2 separate regions of the Sus scrofa genome follow, and region 2 is linked to region 1. The links are chromatin contacts, called in public HiChIP or PLAC-seq maps. All regions are on one chromosome and are shown on one strand. The core of a region is the stretch at or near the end of the contact, and the rest is flanking DNA. Distances in the headings are between cores, read along the strand shown.

What was found. HiChIP or PLAC-seq counts read pairs in DNA pulled down with a chosen protein or histone mark.
Region 2: a contact with region 1 is called in an H3K27ac HiChIP or PLAC-seq map of alveolar macrophages. The contact joins the promoter of ARRDC2 here to the promoter of RAB3A in region 1. A contact is called at or near these places in 1 of 47 Hi-C or Micro-C datasets (heart right ventricle) and 1 of 2 datasets of contacts at active chromatin or transcription factors (alveolar macrophages).

The regions. Positions count from the first base shown.
Region 1 is chr2:59,601,955-59,608,095 of Sscrofa11.1, reverse strand. It overlaps RAB3A (RAB3A, member RAS oncogene family), which reads right to left and starts at 3,707. Exons shown (of 4, transcript NM_001123179.1): 1 at 3,480-3,707; 2 at 1,430-1,548; 3 at 43-167. The coding sequence starts at 3,707.
Region 2 is chr2:59,775,459-59,781,599 of Sscrofa11.1, reverse strand. It overlaps ARRDC2 (arrestin domain-containing protein 2), which reads left to right and starts at 3,100. Exons shown (of 8, transcript XM_003123504.4): 1 at 3,100-3,703. The coding sequence starts at 3,445. KCNN1 (small conductance calcium-activated potassium channel protein 1) reads left to right here. Exons shown (of 12, transcript XM_005654901.3): 12 at 974-1,590. The coding sequence ends at 1,228.

The DNA of each region.
Region 1 (6,141 bases), core at 2,458-4,957:
CCTTTCCTGGCCTGTAGGTGTCCAGCCCCTCTAGGCACTCACCCAGGTGGTCAGCCAGCTGCCGGCCACGTTCTGATGACACCACCCGCTCATCCTCCATGTCACACTTGTTCCCCACCAGCAGCACCTGGGCATTGTCCCATGAGTATGTCTTGATCTGGGTTGACCTGGAGGAGGTGGTGACAGGCAGGTTAGGACTTGGAGAATCTAAGCTCTACCCGTCTCCATCTTCCCCTGCCTTATTCACCCAACTCCAGAGCCCCACAACTCATTTATTCCTTGAGAGAAGCAGGCTTGGTCCCTCTGTCCTGCCATGTATCTGCTCCTGCTCCTGCAGTTCAATGATCTTGGGAGTCCCTCTTTCTTTCTTTCTTTTTTTTTTTTTTTTTTTTTTTTTGTCTTTTTTAGGGCTGCACCATGGCACATGGCAGTTCCCAGGCTAGGGGTCAAATTGGAGCTGTAGCTGCTAGCCTACACCACAGCCACAGCAATGAGGGGTCCGAGCCAAATCTGCAACCTACACCACAGCTCACAGCATTGCCAGATCTTTAACCCACTGAGTGAGGCCAGGAATCAAACCTGTGACCTCAGGGATACTAGTCGAGTCTGTTAATGCTGAGCCACAACGGGAACTCTGGGAGATCCCTCTTTTTCAAGCAGCTTACCCTTCCCAGATCACCCCATATCAGCCCCAGAAGAATTTCTCCCTCTTGAGCAAATTCAAACATTACATTTTAAACGTTATCCTTACTCTGGGCAAAAATTTTAAATGTTTATATCCTCTAATCTATACAAACTGCCTTTATGTTTTCTGTCCCTCTCAGGCTTTTTTTTTCCTTGATGTTCACTATTTCATTTTTCCATCTGAAATCTTTTTTTTTTTATGGGCCACACTTGCAGCATATGGAGGTTCCCAGGCGAGGGGTCTAATCGGAGCTACAGCTACTGGCCTATGCCACAGTCACAGAGCAATGTGAGATCCAAGTCAAGTCTGTGACCTACACCACAGTTCAGGGCAACGCTAGATCCTTAACCCACTGAGCGAGGCCAGAGATCGAACCTCATGGTTCCTAGTCGGATTCGTTTCTGCTGTGCCACAACAGGAACTCCTGAAAACTTTTTTTTTTTGGCTATGCCCACAGCATATGTAAGTTTCCAAACCAGGGATCTAACCTGAGCCATTGGGGTGACAACACTAGATCCTTCAATAGCTAGGCCACCAGGGAACTCCTGAAATCTTCTTTTCCCATTATTTCAAGCTGGTGTCATATGGTTTTAATGATTATAGATTGATAGCAGGGCTGGGACCCCCAATATTGTTATTTATATTTCTGATAGGGGGCTGGGGCTCCCTAGTCTCAGGCTGCACCCCAGGCTTTGCATCAAGCCTGGCTTGAAAACCACCTGAGAGTGGGTGGGGCATGCTCACCAGTCCTGCACTGCATTGAAGGACTCTTCATTGGTGATGTCATACATGAGGATGAAGCCCATGGCGCCCCGGTAATAGGCTGTCGTGATGGTCCGGTACCGCTCTTGCCCCGCTGTGTCCTGGGGAAGAAGAGATGAGTGGCAGAGAGGACACACACAGAAGCTCCTAAGAGTGGAAATGAACTCTGAAATCATCCACCCCCTTGAGGCCCAGAGGAGTAGGGGCTTGCCTAGGAGCACAGTGGGTCAGGGAGAGTGAGTAGGCTGCCTGCACCGGGAATGTGGTACCCAGTCATCCCAAGGTAGCTACAGAATCGTTCCTTCATTCATTCAGCACATATGTGCTGGGCACTGACCTGTGCCAGGCACTAGGGACCTAGGTGTTAACAAAATGGACCAGGGAGTAGAGTTCCTGTCGTGGCTCAGTGGTTAACGAATCCAACTAGGAACCATGAGGTTGCAGGTTCGATCCCTGGCCTTGCTTAGTGGGTTAAGGATCTGGCATTGCCGTGAGCTGTGGTGTAGGTTGCAGACGCGGCTCGGATCCCGCGTTGCTGTGGCTCTGGTGTAGGCCGGCAGCTACAGCTCCGATTGGACCCCTAGCCTGGGAACCTCCATATGCCGCAGGAGCGGCCCTAGAAATGGCAAAAAGACAAAAAGACCAAAAAAAAAAGCACCAGAGAGTTCTCTTGTGGCACAAATGGTTAAGGATCTAGCGTTGTCACTGCAGTGGTTTGGGCTGCCACTGTGGCATGGGTTCAACCCCTGGCCTGGGAACTTCCACATGCCCCTGGGTGTGGGCAAAAAACAAAAACCAATAGCATCGGGATTGAGATGGCAGAGGAGTAAGACAAGGTACTCATCTTCTCCAATGAACACATCAAAAAAAACAAAACAAAAACAAAAACCCATCTACATGTAGAAAGATTCGTACAAGACATCTACTGAATGCTGACAGAAGATCTTAAACCTCCAAAAAGGGCAAGAAACCCACCACATAACTGGGTAGAACAAAAGAGGAAAAAGAGAGAGAGAGACAAAAACAAAACAAAAAACCAAAATAGACCAAAATCAGGAGTTCCTGTCATGGTGCAGCGAAAACAAATCCACCTAGTATCCAAGAGGATGTGGGTTTGATCCCTGGCCAAGCTCAGTGAGTTGGGGATGTGTTGCCATGAGCTGTGGTGTAGGTTGCAGATATGGCTTGGATCTGGCATTGCTGTGGCTGTGGTGTAGGCAGGCAGCTGCAGCTCTGATTAGACCCCTAGCCTGGGACCCTCCATATGCTGAGGGTGTGGCCCTAAAAAGACAAAAAAAAAAAAACAAAAAACAAAAAACTTGAAGGATGAGGGAGGGAGCCCTGCAGAGATAAGAAGAAAGGTAATCCAGGCAGAAGGCACAGCCCAGGGAAAGGCCCAGATGTGGACTATGTCTGGTATATTTGAGGAACAGTGAGACAGTGAAGAGGCTGAGGTAGAGATGGAGGGATACAAATGAGATTGGGTATCAACAAGGATAGACCACACAGGATCTTAGCCAGGGGGAGAAGGCACAGGTTTAACCCAGATGAGGTGGGAGCCTTGGCAGAACTGTGAACAGAGAAGGGATGGTTCTGACTTTGGATTTAGCAGGCTCCCTCATGTCTCAGAGGCACTGAGGGAGGTGGCTAGAGGAGCCTGTTCCTGTCTCGGAGAATGAGGTGGGGGGGGGGGTCAAGATTTCTCTGAAACCTCATACAGAGCCACATGGAGGAAGCTGAAGATGGGGAGAGAAGCTGAGGCACCAAGCAAATGATGTGTCCAATGATGTCAGAGGTAGGAGAGGACCTACCTGGCATTTGCTACTTCCCCACCCTTGGAGAGCACCGATGACACACTGAAAGAACCGAGATACCCTCTTCTGTGCCTCTATCCTGTGGTACACAGTAAGGGCCTGAAAAAATGCTCAGTGTGTAATGAATGAATCTAGACAGGAAAGCAATAGGGAAAGCTGGGCTGCTCTTTGGGACAGAGAGGGAGTGATGGAGACAGAATTCCCCCAGCTGGACCCACCCAGATCTGCAGCTTGATCCTCTTATCATTCCGGTAGATGGTCTTGACCTTGAAGTCGATTCCTACAGTGCTGACAAAGGCAGGCGTGAAGGAGTCGTCTGCATAGCGGAAGAGGAAGGATGTCTTGCCCACACTGCTGTTTCCAATGATGAGGATCTTAAACATGTAGTCAAAGTTCTGGTCCGAGGACTCCTTCTGCCCATAGCGCGAGTCTGTGGCAGATGCCATCTGGGGGTACGGGGCATAGGCGAGCGTGAGAGGGTCGCCCTCCAACTCCAAACGCCCAAGCCCAGACTCAGGATGGAAGAACTCCAGAGCTCCCAGAGTGAGACAGAGATTACCTTTATCCCGTCAGGAGCCCCAGTACTAATGGTGGGGCCCACAGCAGAGGGCGGGCCTTGACCTTGAAAGGCCCAAGGTTTCAGGGGAGGACTTTCAGACCGAAAGGGATGGAGACATCGCTGCAGGCCGGAGCCCCTGGTCCGACAGCAACCTAAGCCCTACAGCTGTGCCTAGGGGAGTGACTGCGGCCGGCCCCGCCCCCTATCAATCATTCACGTTCCTCAGAACTGAGCGGCGCTAGCGCACGTGCACACGCGTGTACGGTACCCGCGGGGACGCGTATCTGCAGTCCTCCCAGATTCCCAGGCTGGGAGAGCTCGGGCTGAAGCAGCTACCCCACGTGATAGGAGCAGGGCGTGCTCACGCTCACGTGCACACAGCAGGGCACACACCAGGGCACATTCGTGCATATCTGAGCATCGAACACACTCGGCGCACAGGACAGAGGCAGACACCTGTCTGCACACCGACATGCATATACCAATGAGCAAATCCACCCGTGCGCACTGTGTCCTCCACCTATGCAGCCGAGTACACGTCACCCACATGGGCACGCATCTCTGTACATGTATGCACTTTGCTGTGCACGCACACGCATAGTCCACGCGTCCCCCTCCACACGCGTGCAACATGCACAAACTTGAGTAGGGAAACCCGGGGGGGTCACAAGAGCATACCCTGGGACCCAAGCAAGGGTACACACAAATCGGCCGGTACAGGCGGGCGCGCACACGCGTGTGCACACCACGCGCACGCGCACGCATGGAGCCTCCCGCGCGCACAGCTTCCCGCAAGGCACCCGTCTCGTCTCCCCTCCCCCTCCGCCGCAGAACCGGGGTGGAGAGGTGGGGGTGGGGAGGAGGATCCAGCAGGTAAGGGGAACCTACCCCTCCCCAGGCTCGCGACCGCCGCATCCTTCCCCTCATTTAACACCTGCCAACCTCGTCTCTCACCCCAGCCAGCCCATCAGTCAAATGAAGGTTATGTAGGTACTCCGAGCGGGAGTGCACAGGGACACTCGGGAGCTCACCTTGCCCTGCAGTGATGTGGTGGTGACCCTAGCGGTGGCGACGGGGCCCCCAGTGCGTTGATGTGGGGCTGCGCGGCAGCGGAGGCGGCGGCAGCGGCTCAGGCCCCTGCAGTCCTTGGTGACGTCCTGCAAAGAGCAGGGCGGGGCCTCACATGCAGATACGGCCGTGACGCCATCCTGGGGCGGAGCCACGCATTGAGATAGGGTCCACTGTCACACGCAGAGCGGGGAGGGGCGAGGCTCCCCACGCAGATTGACGCGAGAATGGGGCGGGGCCCAGCGAGCGCATCCAGTAGCTAGCGAAAGCAGTGCCGGAGGGGAGGAATCGCCTGCTGGGGCCACCTCTCTCCAGTGTTAGGGAGGCGGGGTTTCACGGCGCCTTATGATTGGCTTAAGTGTTCAAGCGATTTGCTAAATAGCCAATAAAAGATTGTCACGGCCCTCCTCTCGTCCAGCGTTGGTTCCCGAGTGGTTGAAGGGCGGAGAGGTTGAGGCTTTGGCGGAGCCTTGGTCTTCTGGGGGCGTTCCCCTTCCCCACCCCCGCGCACCCCAGGTCCGGGATCAGGGGGTCCCCGCCCAGTCCTGAGTGCCGTGACCTCTCGTTAAACACCCCAGTTTCAGAAAAAAGGAACCGAGAAGATGCTCCATGTCTCCTATTTCAAAATAAGTGCAAAAGAAGAAAAAACAGAAATAGGGGTAAAGATAGACCCTGTCTAATTTCTGAGATGTTAGATCCCCAAAGGGAGCCGGGCTGGTGGATGCTCCACCCTGTTAATGAGATGGAGAAAGAAGCAATTGGGACCAAGAGAGCCACCCTTCCCCAATTCCCAGAAGGAAGGAAAGAGCTGATGGACGCTCCGGGAACCCCTCTCGTTCCTGTGCCCCATTTTCCAGAGAAAAATTCGAAGAAATGGCGGAAGCAGGGCGGAGAGACGGCCTGTCCCCCAAACTCGCAAAGCCTGCAGTAAAAGGCATGGGAAACAGGGAGGATACGAACAAGGTTTAAAAACCAACAATAACGATGCAGGGTCGGAGATGCTTTACCCCTCCCTGGTTCCTGAGTTAAGAGACGGAGACTCAAGAATCCTCCCTCCTCCTTCCTGGCAAAAGGAGACTCAGAGATGGAGTTTGGGGTCAAAGATGTTCCACCGTTTTTCCGCCAAATCTTGTGAAAAAGTCAGAATGAGGAGGGGGGCGGTGGAAGAAGGAGACCTTGGCCCCCACTGCCGATCGCTGCCTCGCCAACTCCGGTCCCCACACCCGGCAGGGAGCGCGTGGCCCCAGGAAAAT
Region 2 (6,141 bases), core at 1,851-4,350, 170 kb before region 1:
ATGACCTGTCTCCCTCCCACAGAACGAGAAGCCAGGGTGGGGGTGAGGGGTGACACAACCCCTTAAATCCTCCAAGCTGAGGTCCAGGGCTGCTGGTGAGCTTCGGTCCCCCTGGACAGTCGGTCTGCGCGGAGCTAGGCTGACACGGAACGGTGTTCTGGCGCCACCTGGTGGCCATAGTGGCGTCTGCACCGAGGGCTATCCCTGCATGGCTGGCCCCCCACTCCATCCCTGCGACTGGGGGCCTATCTGGACACTGGCAGAACCAGCCCCTGCTTGCTGTGTTAGGGGGAGCAGTCTAGGTGACAGGGGTGTCCCACCACCTGCTGTGACTGTAACTGTGTCTGTTGTGTTCCCTTCTCTGATTGGGTCAGATCCTTGGGGTGGTCCCCTCTCCCCCTCTCCCCCTATTCCCTTTCCAGTCTAATGTGAGGAGCGGGGGACAGTTTGCAACTGAGCCTTCTCCCCCTCGACCTAGACCCCAGCCTGGAGCAACATCAGCCCAGAATCATCCAAGACCACCTTCTGGCTTTATGTGCCATGAGGCTAGTACCTCCCCTCAGGGCTGCTCTGGTTCCATCCACTTGTCCCCAGGATTTCCTTTGACCTTCCCCTCATCTGCTGGCCCTGAGCCTGGCATTTGAGACTTGTCTTTCAAGAATTCCCTGATGGCACAGCAGGTTAAGGATCTGGCATTGTCACTGCAGCGGCTTGGGTCACGGGTGTGTGGGTTCGACCCCTGGCCCAGGAATTTCCACATGCCACAGGCATGGCCAAAACAAAAACAAAAACTCCTGTCTCTCCCCTTGCCTCTTCTCCCACCATTCCTTTTGGCTGGGCTGGTGGTGCCCTCACAGTTGCCCCTCATTTGGGTCCCCTTATCAGGGCTGTTCTGCCATCTCTCTCTGTGTCCATCCCTCCCTCTCTCTCACCTGGCCTCTCCTCTCTCTCCAACCCTCTCTGTCTTTGGCAGACCCAGAATGTCATGTACGACCTCATGTCCGAGCTGCATGCCCAGCACGAGGAACTTGAGGTCCGCCTGGCTGCCCTCGAAAGTCGCCTGGATGCATTGGGCACCTCCCTGCAGGCCTTACCCGGCCTCATCGCCCAAGCCATACGCCCGCCCCCACCACCCCTGCCTCCCCGGCCTGGCCCCGGCCCCTCGGACCAGGTGACTCGGAGTTCCCCACACCGGTGGCCACCCGTGGCCCCTTCAGACTGCGGGTGACGGCCCTGCCTGCCACCAGACCCCTCAATCTTGGCCATCGTGTGGCCGCCACCTCCATGCCATCCGGGAAGCCCTGTACAGTGGCGCCTCTTGGAGTTCAAGGAGCCGAAGCTGAGTTGGGCTGAGTGGACTGGGGCCCGCCCCACCACGCCCCTCCTAGACTGTCCGGGCAGAGGGCAGGGCCAGACCGCAGGTGAGAGCAGGGGTGGGCCACTGACCACCGCTTCCTCCCTGACTGGAGCTGCAGGAGCCCGGAGCTTCCTCTAGTCCCCCGGCCCCCTGGCTCTCCCTAGGCCCCTGGTGGGTGTGGAGCAGCCAGGAGAGGGGTCCTTGCCAGTTCCAAATAAAGCAGGACCCACCCAGCTGCTGCCTGTTGTGTGTGGCTGGGGGCGCACCCGTAATCACATAACATGGGAGGTGGACATCCGACCCCAGGGCCCAGACAGGATTTGGGGGTCACAGTGAGCCCATCCCATCACTATCCTAGCCTGGCAGACTCCTGGACCTGAGTTCAGTCAGGGACAACTCCCTGAGGACATCTACATCAGTCCCACCTGGCCCCAGTAGGAGGCCCCTCCAGAGGGCATGGCCCAGGAGTTCTTCCTGTGGCTTAGTAGGTTAAGAACCCAAATAGCATCCCTGAGGATGCAGGTTCAATCCCAGGCCTTGCTCAGTGGGTTAAGGATCCAGCATTGCCACGTCATAGGTTGCAGCCACAGCTCAGATCTGGCATTGCTGTGGCTGTGGCTGTGGTATATAGGCTGGCAGATGCAGCTCCAATTTGACTCCATATGGAACTTCCATATGTCGTGGGTGTGGCCCTAAAAAATATGAGTAAATAAATAAATAAGTGGAGGGCATGGCCTGGCCTGCAGGAGGCAGCAGATAATCGGGAGGTCCTTCCATCTGGCTTTGCTGGAGCACCCACTATGAGCCAGGCTCCAGTAAGTACATGAGTAAGGAGGGCCATCCAGTCTTCAGGACCTGACCATAATTGGACCGGGAGACTCAGAGAAGTGAAGCCACTTACCGAATGAGGGAGATGGGGAGCCAGGGATTAAATTGGGGGTTCTACAGGTCAAGAGGAATTGGTGGAGGGCTCTCCATGGGGAGAAGAGTGGTGTGATCCTGGGGTGAGAGAGGACCTCCTGGGGTAGGATGGAGAGGAAGTTTCCAAACAAGTAGAATCAGGTCCCCTCAGGCCTTGGGCTCAGAATGCTGGAGTCGGGTTGGGGTGCCAGGCACTTGGCAGATGCTGGGCCCTGGGTGGAGAGGGAGGCTAATCTGGGCCCAGCTGAGAGCCCAGGCGCTGGCAGCCTCTGATAAGGCCAGGGGCCATCTGTTTGGGGATGATAGGATGGGCCCAAGAGTAAGAGTGTCTGGGGAGGTGTCAGTGGTGAGTGGTCAGACATGGGTTCAAGCCAGACTGTGCCACCGCTGGGTGCTTCTGGCCAGTGGTTGCCCTTCTGGGAGCCTCAGTTTCTTCTGTAAGATCAGGTGCCAGAGAATAGGGCACAAGGCTCACCCCTGGGAGCACTCAGGCTGATGGAGGAAGCACAGTAAACACACAGCAGTTGCAAACACAGCGACCAGAATCATAAAGAAATAAGCCCATAGCATGACTCTGAGGAGGTGACATTTGGGCGAGGGTGGGTACATTGGAGAAGGGCGTTCCAAGTAACAAAACAACCAGTGCAAAGGCCAAGAGCCAAGATCCGAGTTTGGTGTGTCTGGGGAACAACCAGATGGTGGCAGGGAGACCAGGGAGGAGGCTGGGGCGGCGCCCGGTCCAAAGGTGCCGGGTAGGGGACGAATGAGAACACAAGACAGCCGGGTAGCACCACGCCATCCACATCCGCCCCCGCCCGCCTCTGACTCAACAGCGCCTACCCTGCGAAAGCAGGGCCCGCCCGGCGCTGAGGGGTAGCAAAGTCAGCCGCGCCAGCACGCCGGCGGCAGGTCCCCTGAGGCCCGGGCGCGTCACGAGGCGGACGCGGAGAATCAGGAAGTCAGCCAACTCCGCGCCGGCCGGCGGCGCCCGCACAAGTTCGTAGAAGGAGGAGAAAGCTTGGGGGGCACCCGGAGGCGGCGGCGGCAAGGACCAGCGCTGAGACCTGGGAGGCCTGCAGACGCTCCCCAGCGGCGCGCCCGGCCTCCGCGGGCCCGACGGGCCCCCGCCGGGCGCGTCCTCCCCGCCGTGGGCCCCGGCCCGCGCCATGCGCCCGGGGGGCGTGCGCAGCTTCGTTCTGGAGCTGGCGCGGGGCCCGGGCGGCGCGTACCGCGGCGGGGAGCGGCTGTGCGGCCGGGTGCTGCTGGAGGCGGCCGCGCCGCTGCGGGTGCGAGCGCTCGAGGTGGCGGCCCGCGGCTGGGCGGCCACGCACTGGCTCGAGGGCCGAAGCGTGGGTATAAACGCCGTGTCCAGCGACTACGCGGCTGCCGAGACGTACTTGCGGCGGCGGCAGCTGCTCCTCCGAGGTGAGCCCCTCCAACCCCCACCCCCAAGCCAAGATACCCCGGGACCTTCTTCCGAGGAGTGGGCCCCCCTCTCCGGAGCCAGCCTTTCGACTTAGAGGCTGTGCAGTTGGGTGATCCTCCTCATGAAGTGGAGACCTCTTCCCCGGGGTGTGGACCTTCCTACCGGGACATCCACGCACCTACCCACTTCCTAAACCCTCTTTCCCAGGAATCCCTCCCAGGATCTGGGTGCACCCCATTCAGAGCCGGACAACCTCGACTTAGAGGTTTGCAGTGGAGACACCCCACCCCCTCACCCTCCACCACACACGCACTAAATGGGAGTCTGGGTGAATCCCTGGGTGGAGCTGGGAAATCCTTTCTGGATCACAAGATGCCACGTTAGCCCCAGGCCTGGGACCTCTGATTCCCAAAGAAGGGCCCTGTCTCATGTACTGTCAGTGCTCTTTCCCAGTGTTTGAAGGAAGGGCTCTTCACAGGGTTGGGGGTTCTGGTGGTGTTTGCACATGAGAGGGTAGGACTGTATCCTAGGCAGGGAGGAGACTTGGGCTGGCAGTCTTAGGTCTTGGACATGGCCTTCCCTTGCCCTGAACCTGAGATCCCAACCCTCAGGCTGTACAGCCAGTCAGGAGCAGAACAGGGGCCACAGAAGGAGTAAGTCTGTGTCACAATATGGTACTGTGTGGCTGAGGAAGATGCTAGACTCTCTGGGCTGCCCTGACCACCTCCTCTCAGGGAAGGCAGACCTCACCGTACCCACTGGCAAAATGGGTGGAGGCAGGAAGCAGCTCAGGCTTGGCTCCCTGCCTGCAGTACCCACCACACACCCGTTTTTTTGTTTTTTTTGTTTTTTGTTTTTTTTTTTCCGGCACTGTACACACCAGATGCTTTGCATGCAGGTTTGCAGCCTTGTCCCAGCAGCCCCCAGGTGTGCTGACCAGCTGTGGAAACTGAGGTGTAGCCAGCATGGGGTGAGGCAGGAAGGGGCCCTGTAGGCACTTCCCTTTCCCTGTGACTCGAGCGAAATTGGGGCTGGTCTCACTTACTGGTGGCTTTCTTAAGATACTGGAGGGGTGAAGTTTGTGGAGCTGCTGTGTGACCCCTCATGGGGCCCTGCCTGTCTCTGGGCCTCTGGGGACCCAGCTGTGAACTGGACTGAGGGCCCTGACTCAGTAGGAGCCTTCCCATCTCCCCTTCATTGCCCATCCCCTCCTGGGCTTATGGTCTCTTCGCCTCCTTTTAGGCTCCTCTTAGACCTGAGAAAAGGTCTCAACCTCTTATTTCAGTCCCAGAGCCCCCTCTTCCAGGCAGTCCCTCAGGCTGATCACTGAGTGGACAGCCTCTACCTCTCTCTTCCGGCCTGTCCTGCCCCCTATCACTGGCTGGCCGTGACTGGTTATAGATGCCCCCCGTTGGGGTGCTGAGGCCTCCTAGCTGAGGCCCGTTGGGATGCTGAGCAGTGGTGGGGCGGGGGCGGGGGTGGGGATGGGGCAGCCCACCTGGCCTAAGCCAGACTTAAAGGGGATGGCCAAGGTAGAGGGTGGGTTGGAGAGGCAGTGCATTCTCATGCCACCAGAGGGCGCAGATGCCCCGCAGATCGTGAGCAAGCCGCCTCCGACTTAGAAATTCTACTCGCGGTTCTTTAAGAAAACTGGACCCAGAGAGAGGTTACCGCCCCCAAAGGCACACTCCAGCCCTGAACCCGAGGGTTCCTAGAGCTTCTCCAGTACTTGGTTCTGTCAGTGAGGGGATGAACTAGGTCTGGAGGGCAAGTAGGAGTTGGCGGAGGTGTGGCGGCGGGGAGTCGTGTGGAGGGGGCGGGGTGTGGGCCATAGTTGAAAGTTGGAAAGGGAAAGCCGGGTGGTAGGAACAGCCTGGGCAAAAGCGCTAAGGTGCAGCCGAGTAGTGGTTGTCAGGCTGGGAGAGAGGCTCTGGGAGTGGTCGAGTAGGGGCTACACTATGATTCATGCACAACCCTAAGGTCGGGACAGATTTTCTTCTGGCTCTACAAACCTGGAAACTCAGGTTCCAAGGGGTTGTCACTAGCCCAGGTCAGCCAGCTTAGCGAGTTTCGAATCAGAGGAGGGGGCAGCAGGCACCCGAGTGAAGGGAGGCGCCATCCACTTCCTCCTCCCATTGCACAGAGTGGGTAAACTGAAGCCCGAGGTAGTTAGTCTTAAGTTCTGAGGGCCTCGACTGGGGCCTGGCCATTTCACACCCCTCTAGCTTGGGCTGAATGTGCATCGAGTCACGTCTGCAACTGGCGGCCGACTGGTGATAATTAAGCCGACAGAATCTCTTGCTGGGCGACCTCAGGCCTAGGTCCCGCCTCCAGGCCTGTTTTTTCTTTTTATTCCCGGAGTCTGACGGATATTCGTCCTGTCCTGCGATGCTTGTTTCACCCCAGGATCCCCGAGGGCGGAGGGCAGCCGACCTCC